Regions from separate parts of the Zea mays genome. Here regions 2 and 3 are each linked to region 1. A link is a contact called in public Hi-C data. All regions are on one chromosome and are shown on one strand. The core of a region is the stretch at or near the end of the contact, and the rest is flanking DNA. Distances in the headings are between cores, read along the strand shown.

Region 1 (3,418 bases), core at 628-3,127:
GGCCCAAACAACTTTGCCACGCTTCCAACCAAACAAGTCCTTAGTACTTTGTAGGTCAAAAAAATAAAATATATATTACTCTTATTAAAGAGTCAAGCCCTTTTAAACTTGATTTGTTATATACTCTCTCTATCCTAAATTAAAATTCGTTTTAAATAATTATTAGGTACATACAATACTTCATATATATGTTTTATACTTGTGTTTAGATTCATCATTATTTTTTTTAAAATATATACATAAAGATCAAGAGCTAAAACAAGTACTATTTTGAGACGGAGGGAGTAGAAAATAGTATCAATATTTTCAACTTCAAATATATTTATTATGCATTTTTGGTACATATGAGGTCGTAACGTGTGCATTTTTATATACGTGCATTCTTTGTGTAGGCACTAGTCTAACATTAACAAAATTTTCAGTTTTAAATTTTGGCAGGTTATGACCTCTCGTCCGCTAAGGGCAGCCCTAATGGTGTCAAGTTAGATCACTACAAGAAGTCCATGTTAATATCTATCCTATATATATGACAATAAATTAAATGAAGACAGAGAGAGCTGTTATCTATAAACCTAGTATAAATCTATACGATTGTTTTTGCCGGAGGCAGATTACTTAATCTGGAAGCGTTATTTCACATTCGTTATTTCATATCATATGAATTAGGCGGATCATACATCGATCTCAGAACTAATACACTTTCGCTTTCTTCGAACGAGCGGCTTTTATAGCCCGATTACAGCGGCTGCAATTCTGTAAACGAAATGTAAAGCAAGAGAGGAAGCGTAAACTGTAAACGTAAACTGGTGGATTTATAGGCGGGCCGGGGAGGAGCAATCTTTAATAAAAGCCGGGACTACGCCAAGGAAACTTGTAGATAACGTCCTGCCAGAGGGGACAGAGCTACCGTTGAAACCGAGGTGGTATAGAGAGTATATGTACGTATTAGAAATAGCTATAAGTATCTACTACATTGCAAAGATTTACTTTAATATAATATATAGATGATATAAATGTTGCTATAGAAATTGTGCTATCTATGGGTGTGTTTGGCATGGCTCTGCTCCACCCCAGAGCAGCTCTACTCTAAAACTCTGGGTGGAGCAGCTCTGCTCCAGAGTTTAGATTGTTTCTCATAACCAGTGGCAATGGCGGGTAAATAACTCAAAACTCCATGACTAGGTTGCTTTTTTGGAGTTTTCAGAGCAGCAAAAGAGGTACTCCAAAAAATTGTACTGCAGCTCCAAAAACTCCATAGAGTTTATAACTCTAGAGTTAGGGTGTTTGGCATGCTCTGGCCAGCTCCTCCTTGGAGTTTTGCTCTGGAGCCATGCCAAACAGGCCCTATATACTCCCTCCGGTTTCCTATTAGTTGTCGTTTTGGATAAGGTTCGAGTCAAACTTATAAAATTTTGACTACAAATAACTATTTTGTTATTTAGTTTTGGAACCTAATATTTATATACACTAATTTATCATAAAAAATACTTTTATAAAAGTATAAATATATTAAGAGTTCATTTGTATTTTAACAAAAAACATTAGTCAAAGTTATATTTTTGAGACCGTGTCGTTGTCCTAAACGACAACTAATAGGAAACCGGAGGGAGTATCATTGTGGCTGCCCTAAGCCAGGCGACCTAGCAACCTGTTGTCAGAGGAGCATGAAGCCAAATCAAAAGCAAAAGGCGATAATAATTATATTAGAGTAGTGCTCACAGCTGGGCGCCGCTTGGCCTGCCAAGCCAGCCGTTGTTGATGCCGCCGAGCCGATCCACGGAGCCAGCCTTGTCATGTAAACCCGTCGTCATCCACCCATTCCGCCGTCCTCCCGTCCCACCCCACCCCACCCCACCCGCGCCGAGACGGATTGGAGGAGGAACCCTACCATATCAATCTCGCTTCTCGCCTCGTTTCGTCTCAGCTGCATTCCAATTCCACCTGTAAGCGGAGAGCCTTCGTGGTCCCTGCTCGGTTCATCAGAATACAGGAGGCTCCGGAGGTAGTCCACCAAAACAAAACACCACTCCATCTCTCCTCTTCCCAGCGATTTCCTCTTCCCCTCCTCGCCCGCCGAGGCCGCCCGTCCTCCGTCCGCCGTCCCAGCGAGAGGTGATGCTTTACTCCCGCCTCCTCTCGTCCCAATCCCTCCTCTCTTCCTTCCTTTCATTCCTTCGGCCACGATGTGCATGCATGCTACTACGCCAGGGTGTTGCGGGTACGAGAGCTTTCGGGATTAAGGTGCCATGTCCCTCTTCGGGGAACCTCATGTGGTTGGGGAATTCCCTCCCGCGTTCCATCTGATGGTGGGTGGTGTCGCTATTCGCTTGTTCAGATCTGCTGTGTCTGTGGCTCCGTGCCCTCTCGTCCTACACTTCCGCGAGGAGAACGATAGCTGCGAGATTTAGGCGGCCTAGGCTGGAGTAGGCGGCCTCTGTATTTGGGAATATTTGCGGTGCCTGCAATTCGGACAGTACGGGGCTCTGAAGCATGTCTACAAAGAGAAAGGACGCATGTTTTCCTTTTTTTTAATTCCTTTGATTTACGTCCTTCTTTGTACTTCTTTTGCTCCCGGCTAGCTGTACTCTCTGGTCAAGAGTTCCTTGTTACTGCTAAGCATCTCTGCGTTCTTGCCAGCAAATCCTTGCCAGCCCCCAAAAGGTTTTCTTCTTATAATAAATGTCTGTTCATATTACCCGGGATTTTTTTGTGGCTTCTAAATCTGAAGAGCTTCAGCGTGGTCATCGTAAGTAGACATTTGAACACAGCTAACCTGACAGCTCGCGTTTTGATGGATTGATGGCTTCTCTCGTTTTATATTTCTTACTTATGGAGAACTGAGAACCCTATTTTGTGTGCTGAATTCTAGGTAGCTTCAATTGTTCTTAGCTATCCTCAATTCTGATATTTCAGATGAACCTGTCATGTGTGTGATTCCAAATTCCTGAGAAAGATGTGATGTGCATATGACACAATGGTTTGCTTATTCTATCATTATCAAACCCTGGCAGAGAGCACACATAGAGCTATGTAAAACTCCTCTGTGGATTTAGCTAGTAAAGATAGCATCCAAGTTATGGAAAACAAAACGAATTCTGTAAAAATAACACATTCCTTAGGATTCCACCTGTGCAAATTATTGTTCCAGGTTTGCCAACGGCTTTGGTGACATGCCCGGGAAAGATTACAATCATATTAGCTACCTCTGGCAGATGGGGTAATACCTCAGTGGTGAAGGCGGCAGGGTCCCTTTCACCAGGTCACGGTTCGAACCTTGGCCATGCACAAAAAAATCCCCTCGCTAATCCACATCCGCTCACGGGCTACAACTTGGTTGTGCGCCACCCTCGGGTTTGGGAGGTTCTTTGCAGAGTGGGCAGCTTGAATCGGCTCGTTAGTGATGGGAGGACAGGGTTCA
Region 2 (3,418 bases), core at 461-2,960, 200 kb after region 1:
CATTTTATTCTAGGAGTAGTTCTAGTCTAGTTTAGGTTTAGCCTCTCGATCACAAAATTCTCCGCCTCTCCTCGACTCTACGTCGATTAGAGGAGTCTAGGTCGGCCTGACCGAGCCTAGACAACTCCTAGGATCTCTCCTCCCCGACGGGGTCCCTCCCGGGAGCGAGATCCAGGCGTCGCCGGCGATCTTCCGCCGCCCCTGCGCACGCGCGGACCGTCCGACCCTAGGGCGTGGACCGTCCGGCCGTCAGGCAGGGAACCCGAGCTCCTGCACCAGGTCGCGGACCGTCCGGCCCTGTGCCGCGGACCGTCCGCGCCTGACCAGAGAGCACCGCCGCCTCACACCAGGTCGCGGACCGTCCGGCCCTGTGCCGCGGACCGTCCGCACCTGACCAGAGAGCACCGCCGTTGGTTCTTTTGAAGTGATTGGCGCCTCCAAAAAGGCGTCAACAGATATACATGGACATAAAAAACACAAGCAATCTATAATCACAAGTCATGCACACTTACACATAATTATAGATGCACAGATTAATAATTAAGAATGATTTGAGTATATTACACATGAAAGTTTGGAAAGTTTGGGTATTTCAGATACCCGATTATGATACCCGAATTAACCGAAATAAATTCGGGTTTTACAAGCTGCTAACCGAAATTTCAGGACGAAATTCGGGTATTTTAGGTTCGGGTTACTAGGTTTTTTTTTTTTTTGCATAGTTACCACCCTCAGCGCTCCAGCGGTCGCTGTGATTCGCTGTTTGAAGCCAAAGAGAACTAGATGTTCCAGATTCCCCGTAGATCGTAGGCTCGTGCGAGGTGCTCGCCACCGGCGAGGAGGCCGCCATATCTCTCATCGCTTGCCCGAGCGACGTGACGGTGACGCTGCTGGGTGCTGCTGACAGGTGACGCCTGTCCTGCCAGGCTGCCACTGCTCACCGCCAGCGATGGATGAGAAGCGCAAGTGCTGCTCTCTGGTCAGGTGGCCTTCCAGCTCCGGTGTGGAACTGACTCTCGTGCTTCGTCCCTGCAACCGCAACGGATATGATCGTACTCGTACGCTGCCTGGTTCAACTACAGCCTGCGCACGACGACGCCGGCGCGCGTTTTACTTGCTCCTCTGTCCACGTTAAAACAGCCGTGTGATCCCGTGTCTTCCGCCGCGGTCACCAACTCACGATCACACGACTCCTTTGCCCTCGCCAACAACCGCTTTGTCAGCGGTGGATCTATCCCTAGAGGATTTCCGCACAACGTGCCCCGGACAAGGACAATCCGCGGGCAACGAAAAATCCCGACCGATTTCCTTCCGATCGGAAGTGTGGAGGCGCACCGCGCACACAAACGCTGGTCACCATATGCGCGGACAACTGGCGAACGTGCGTACTACCTGTTTCCAAGCGCTGCCGCTGGGCCATCGTGCGCAGCACGAGGTCGTCGCATGGACGAACGGAATACTCGCCGCCCATGTGCCAGCCAAGTAGCCGGCGGCCTGCTGCTGCTCGCACTCGCACGCGACGGAAGCTCGCTGGATGGGCGCGCACGCAGCGCAGATTAGCTTGCGCTTGCGGACAAGAAAAATGAAAAAAAAACGCGAGACAAGCGGTAGCGGTGGCTGGCCTCGGCGTGCTGAGTGACGAGACGACAATTCACAATCCCAGCAACATCTTTGACTGACTGACTGCATACACCCCCATCCATTATTCCAGCAGCAGCAGCTGTCGCCAGTCGCCCAGTAAGTCAGTCAGTCAGTCGTCCCTCCTGTTCTGCTCCTGCCTCCGCTCGTCGTCCTTCTTAAGGCGCAGGCCGCGACTGGGCGCGCACGGCACGGCCACAGCTGACTGACTCCTCCTGCGTTGGCTGATAATCATGGCTAGAGCTCCGCTGCTCCTCGCGCTGCTGTGCGCGTGCGCCGCCGCCGCCGGCTCCGCCAATGCGGCGGGGAGGAAGATGGTCGGCGTGTACGAGCTCAAGGCGGGCGATTTCTCCGTCGGCGTCACCAACTGGGGCGCCACCATCACCTCCGTTGTGCTGCCGGACTCCAAAGGTGCGTTCGACTTTCCTCTCCTCCTCCTCCTCCTCTATCTCTCTCGAAAAGAATCCATCTATGCATGGCAGTCCGTCCCCCGCTGTACGTGTGCGATTAGTCAGTCCAGTCCGCCATCACCAACGTATTTACTGCTCTGTCGCCCCGACTCCCTTCGCAGGGGATTTTGCTGACGTCGTGCTTGGCTACGACACCATTGGAGGATACGTGGTAAGCTCCAGCATCACACTGCTCCCGTTCTTACTGACACAGCCGTTATTGGTTTTATGTTTTTGCTTATCTCTGCAACAGTTTTACGAACTACTGTTGTCTGCATAACGTCGTAGTGAGCCTTGGACATGCATTCATTCCTCATTTCCATCTTCCGGATTTGCGCCATCCTTTTTCAGTTTTGCAAATAGTGTATATGCAAGGAGAAGATATATATTTATTTAATTACTTGGCCGTCCAGTATCCGGCAAAAAAGCCACGCTGCTGCTAACCAGTCAATCATTCATAAGGCCATGGCTATCAGAAAGAAACACAGCCACACGGACCTATGCCGTCGCTGTCAGTTTGAGCTCAGTTTTCTACACGGGGAGGTCCCAGCCAGAGAAAACAACCCCCACACACACACAAATTTTTTTTTTTTTTTTGAGATGTGTTCGCCACGTCTCAACCTTGTAAAGCACAGCGGGATAGAATAGAAAAGAAAAAGGAACTCTGAGAAACGATTAGGCCATTAGCTGGATGCAGTTTCATTTCTTTATGCTGGGCGCCGGCAGTGGCCATGTTACGCGAGAGATAGCAACTAGCAAGTATTATATGAACTGTGGGAAGCAGACAGCCTCCACCACGTGATCTCCTGATCTCTGCCCAAGACTAATTAACTAACTCTAGAGCCAACAGGGTAAAAGTTCAAATGCAATCTCTCTCTCTCTCTCTCTCTCTCTCTCTAGCTTCATCCAAAAAAGCATCTTTGCCAACCTTTTACAATTCGGTTCAATAATTGCATTCTCAGTGTGCTATATAGACCTATAGTACATTCAGTTTCTGTTCTCCATATGGATAAGCAACTAAACCTCCTAGCTCGCTTCACTCTTCAGAGTGGTAAAAGCTACTTCGGAGCGCTTGTCGGACGAGTGGCCAACAGGATCGCCAACGCGCGCTTCGTGCTCGACGGAAAGGCTTACCATCTTTTCAAGAACGATGGCAACAACACGCTTCATGGTGTGTGTATATATATATGCTTGATTATTCAGGGCTGCTGGGTGGACTGAATCGTCGATCGTCCCCACTCCATTGTAATGCCCCGTGAGAGCAGTGGCTGATTTCTCTCTTGCCCTTTGTTTCAGGTGGCCATAGGGGGTTCAGTCAGGTTGTATGGACG
Region 3 (3,418 bases), core at 594-3,093, 170 kb before region 1:
TAAGATACAATATGTATAGAAAGTCGTGAAGACACGGACTTTCTGTTAACACTAGTCTTATGAGCTAGCCAAATCTTATTGTTTTATAACATTTTTAATAGAAGTGAGAAAAAGACAACTTTGGATCAAGAGGTACCTCATACATATATTTCAAGATCAGGGGTTTCGTTGTTTCATTGCCTGATAACTTGTTATATTTTATCTAACTTTTTCTATCTAATATTAGTTCTTTAATTTGACCGGCTAATCATAGCCAAATTATGCCGTAATTAGTTGAGAACCAAACAGAAAGAACCAAACACACATGTGTCAGATGTAAATATTCATGTTACGAGCTTATATGCTAGTAAATGTTAGAGAGGTTTTCCTGGTGCTAGCTTAATCCATTACGATACTCATCTTCATCTTCTATTTTAAATTTCACCTCGTAAACGGTGCAAAACAGTATTTTATAGGGCTATATGTACCACCTGCTGGCCATAGCTAAGTAGAGCTCGCATCCCCGCCCGAAGATCATCAGCGAAGAGGACAAAAGTCGCCGCATTGAGTCGTTGTCTCACGTTGTACAAGTGTCGAACTCTCTGGTTGGAACTTGTGACTTGTGACTTGTGAGACACTGTGTTGTCAGCTAAAAGCTTCACTTTAGGAGCCTAGCATGGAAAGAGGAGCAAGACTTGGAACCAGTAGCATGTAGGGACAAAATATCGGTAGCAAAAAACATGACTTCGTTTTTACGTTGGACTTTGTAGGGCCAAATATTGAAGTTGTTTTCATCAGTAGGGAGAGCTAAGATGTGAAATGAACCGCTTCGTTTCTGGGTGTGAGGATCGACTCGGATGAACAAAATGTCCTCCCCAGCCTGCAGGGCCCCCAAACCTCCCCCAAATTGTTCAGCACCTTCGTTCTCCTTTGATGTTGACAACTCTGGAAAGGCCGTAACGCCGTCGTTTTCCGCAAAGAGCTCCCCTCGCGAAACAACTCGCTTTGCCAATCGGATGCCAATATATGGAAGTGCAGACTCTGTCGTGAGGACCTTCCAATTGTGGCGAACTGGTGTAGGATCCTAGACATGGCATAGGCCACCAATGAAATCACCTCTCTCCTCTACCCCGTCTCATGTACTTCCTCTGATCTCCTGTATCCTCAAGGCATGTTTTGGTATAATGGCAATATAACTAACCAGGTGGGGGCCCTCCTCCTCCGTTGATAGTCAAAAAAAAGTAGAGAAAGATGGTGAAAAGAACTGCTTCGTTTCCTTTCCCCTAAACATTTTACTTCCACCTCTTTATCAAACAAACAGGTACATCTTATTCAAGGAGGATGAAAGGGAAAGTAACGAAAAAGGCCAAAAATCTGAACTGAAACCACTTCAAGATGGACACGGGTAAAATTCTGAAATTTCTTGCATGCATGCAGCATGCTTGTAGCCACGCGCAGATGCATACAGGAGGTCAAGAATAAGCTCCTGAACTTCCACCGACTTTGGGGTGAACCTTCTTCTTCAGCAGCCCGAAGAGACTGCCTCCTTCTCCCTTGTTGCTACCAGCTGCAGCCTCTTTGGCCACTTTCTTCTCGGATGATGCACTAGCGTCGGCCTTCTTGTCTCCTGGTGTCGCCGCCGCCGCCACCCCGCCGGCGGTGCTTGCTTCTGCCTTCCTCGTCTCCTCTTCGCAGGCGTTCTTCCGTACGTAGGCCTCCGCGAAATCTCCTGTTATTATGGACGCCATATCTCCTCTTTCTCACTCGATCTTGTCCCCTGTTTTTTTCCTTGTCCTTCTCTCTCGTAGTTGCGTTTGTGCAAGGATGGAGCGTCAAGGCGATGTATCTATAGAGTTCGACTATAGAGAGACATAGAGAGGAGGGCCCTAGTTATGTAGCACAGACTTGGCATGCAAGGAAGGTAAATTTGCGTGTAGTTGCGGGGAGTTTGACGGCTTGATTGACTTTTTGGTGTACCAGGATTATTGGTGAGACGCCAATATACTATTGTTCACTACGGCTTGATGCGAGTATTTTGTTTTTAAGCCGTAGCTGTGGCTGTGTAGGACAACCGAGCCTAAACGACCTATCACTACTAGTCTCACATCGATTAATGAGTGAGTAGCAGACAGTCTCACTGTTGGCCGGTACAGCCGATCAAGAGACCCATCGACAGATTTTTCAAACCGATCGATACATACAGTACAATATACAGGTGTTTGGTAGTGAAGTTTGTTTGACAGTTTTGGAAAAATGCTTCAGTATTTCCAAATACTGTAGTATTACATACAAAATGGTGTTTTACAAGCTAGCTAAAATCTATGTTTTCAAACTGAAGTATTGCAAAAACTGTAATGTTTTAAAGTATTCTAAATCTAGGTCTGGACCTCAGTTTCCAAAACTTTAATATTTTAAACTATAGTATTGTCTTGATTAAAGTATGTTATAGTATTTTAAATACTGTGGTTTTCAAAAACTTTGTTCTCAAATAAAGCCATTCATGTTTGTATCTGTATGTACCTTGAATGGGAGAAATTCCTACTCAATTCACAGCGATCACGTACTTCATGATTCAGTTTGGGAGTCATTTCTCGTGAGGTTTGGTTTCGATGGCCGGAACGGTCCACGATTTATTTGAGGGAAAATCCACCTAATAAAATATAACATAATAAAATATAACATGATAGTCCCAAAAATTTATACTATTATCGAAGTTTAGTTCTTATCACGGTCCATACATAATGAATAATTGTTTTAGAAGGATACAAATAGGAAGATTTATCCATAATTATTACATCATTATATTGGCGGAATTAAACATCACACACGTTTAGAACCATAGCAGAGTAGACGTAGTTTTTCAGCGGGTGAAGAACTGAAGACTATCTTCACAGGCAACTCGAGTCTAGAACAGACCCTCTAGCCATCTGTTGGCAGTGTAGTTTTGCTCTAGCTATCTGCACTCAAACACCTCTAAATTTCTACTAAAAAAGAAATATTATATCATTGTCAGCAAAATTCTTTACCTATATCACAATCCTCCGCAGTCATATTTACTCTATATCTAAACTCTAAATCAACTATTATATATTATATCACCTTTTAAATCTCTTTCGTACACATGTTGTCCGGATGTAGTGCATAGAGTGCTGCCGTACATACGCCGGATGTGCAGTTTGTGGGCTTATACACTCAACGCTTCAAGTTCATGGCTGCAGCTGACTTTTACGCTATCTTAGATCCAGTAGTATTACAAGTACTCCACCACGGACAACTTCATACTTCTCACATGTTAAACAACTCTCAGTATGACTCGGACTGGCCACAATTTTCCACCATATGCTTTGCTTTACAATGTGGTAAGTGGTATGCATTATGCAAGATAAGAGGAAATAATCCCTTATCTCATAATGAATGTAAATATCCACAAGCTATCATC

The links. A called contact is a pair of places that touch in the nucleus more often than the background predicts.
Region 2: a Hi-C map of leaf shows a contact between it and region 1, with 6 times the contacts expected there. The contact joins the promoter of LOC100217298 here to the promoter of LOC100383912 in region 1. A contact is called at or near these places in 3 of 25 Hi-C or Micro-C datasets (ear, leaf and tassel).
Region 3: a contact with region 1 is called in a Hi-C map of leaf, with 2.7 times the contacts expected there. The contact joins the promoter of LOC100274938 here to the promoter of LOC100383912 in region 1. A contact is called at or near these places in 4 of 25 Hi-C or Micro-C datasets (bundle sheath, endosperm, leaf and 1 more).

Annotation. Positions count from the first base shown.
Region 1 is chr2:44,435,081-44,438,498 of Zm-B73-REFERENCE-NAM-5.0, reverse strand. It overlaps LOC100383912, which reads left to right and starts at 1,877. Exons shown (of 2, transcript NM_001394903.1): 1 at 1,877-2,112.
Region 2 is chr2:44,236,687-44,240,104 of Zm-B73-REFERENCE-NAM-5.0, reverse strand. LOC100217298 (aldose 1-epimerase) reads left to right here and starts at 1,710. Exons shown (of 5, transcript NM_001143646.1): 1 at 1,710-2,049; 2 at 2,210-2,259; 3 at 3,135-3,258; 4 at 3,384-3,418. The coding sequence starts at 1,872.
Region 3 is chr2:44,600,585-44,604,002 of Zm-B73-REFERENCE-NAM-5.0, reverse strand. It overlaps LOC100274938, which reads right to left and starts at 1,843. Exons shown (of 1, transcript NM_001149181.2): 1 at 1,235-1,843. The coding sequence starts at 1,727. The coding sequence ends at 1,452.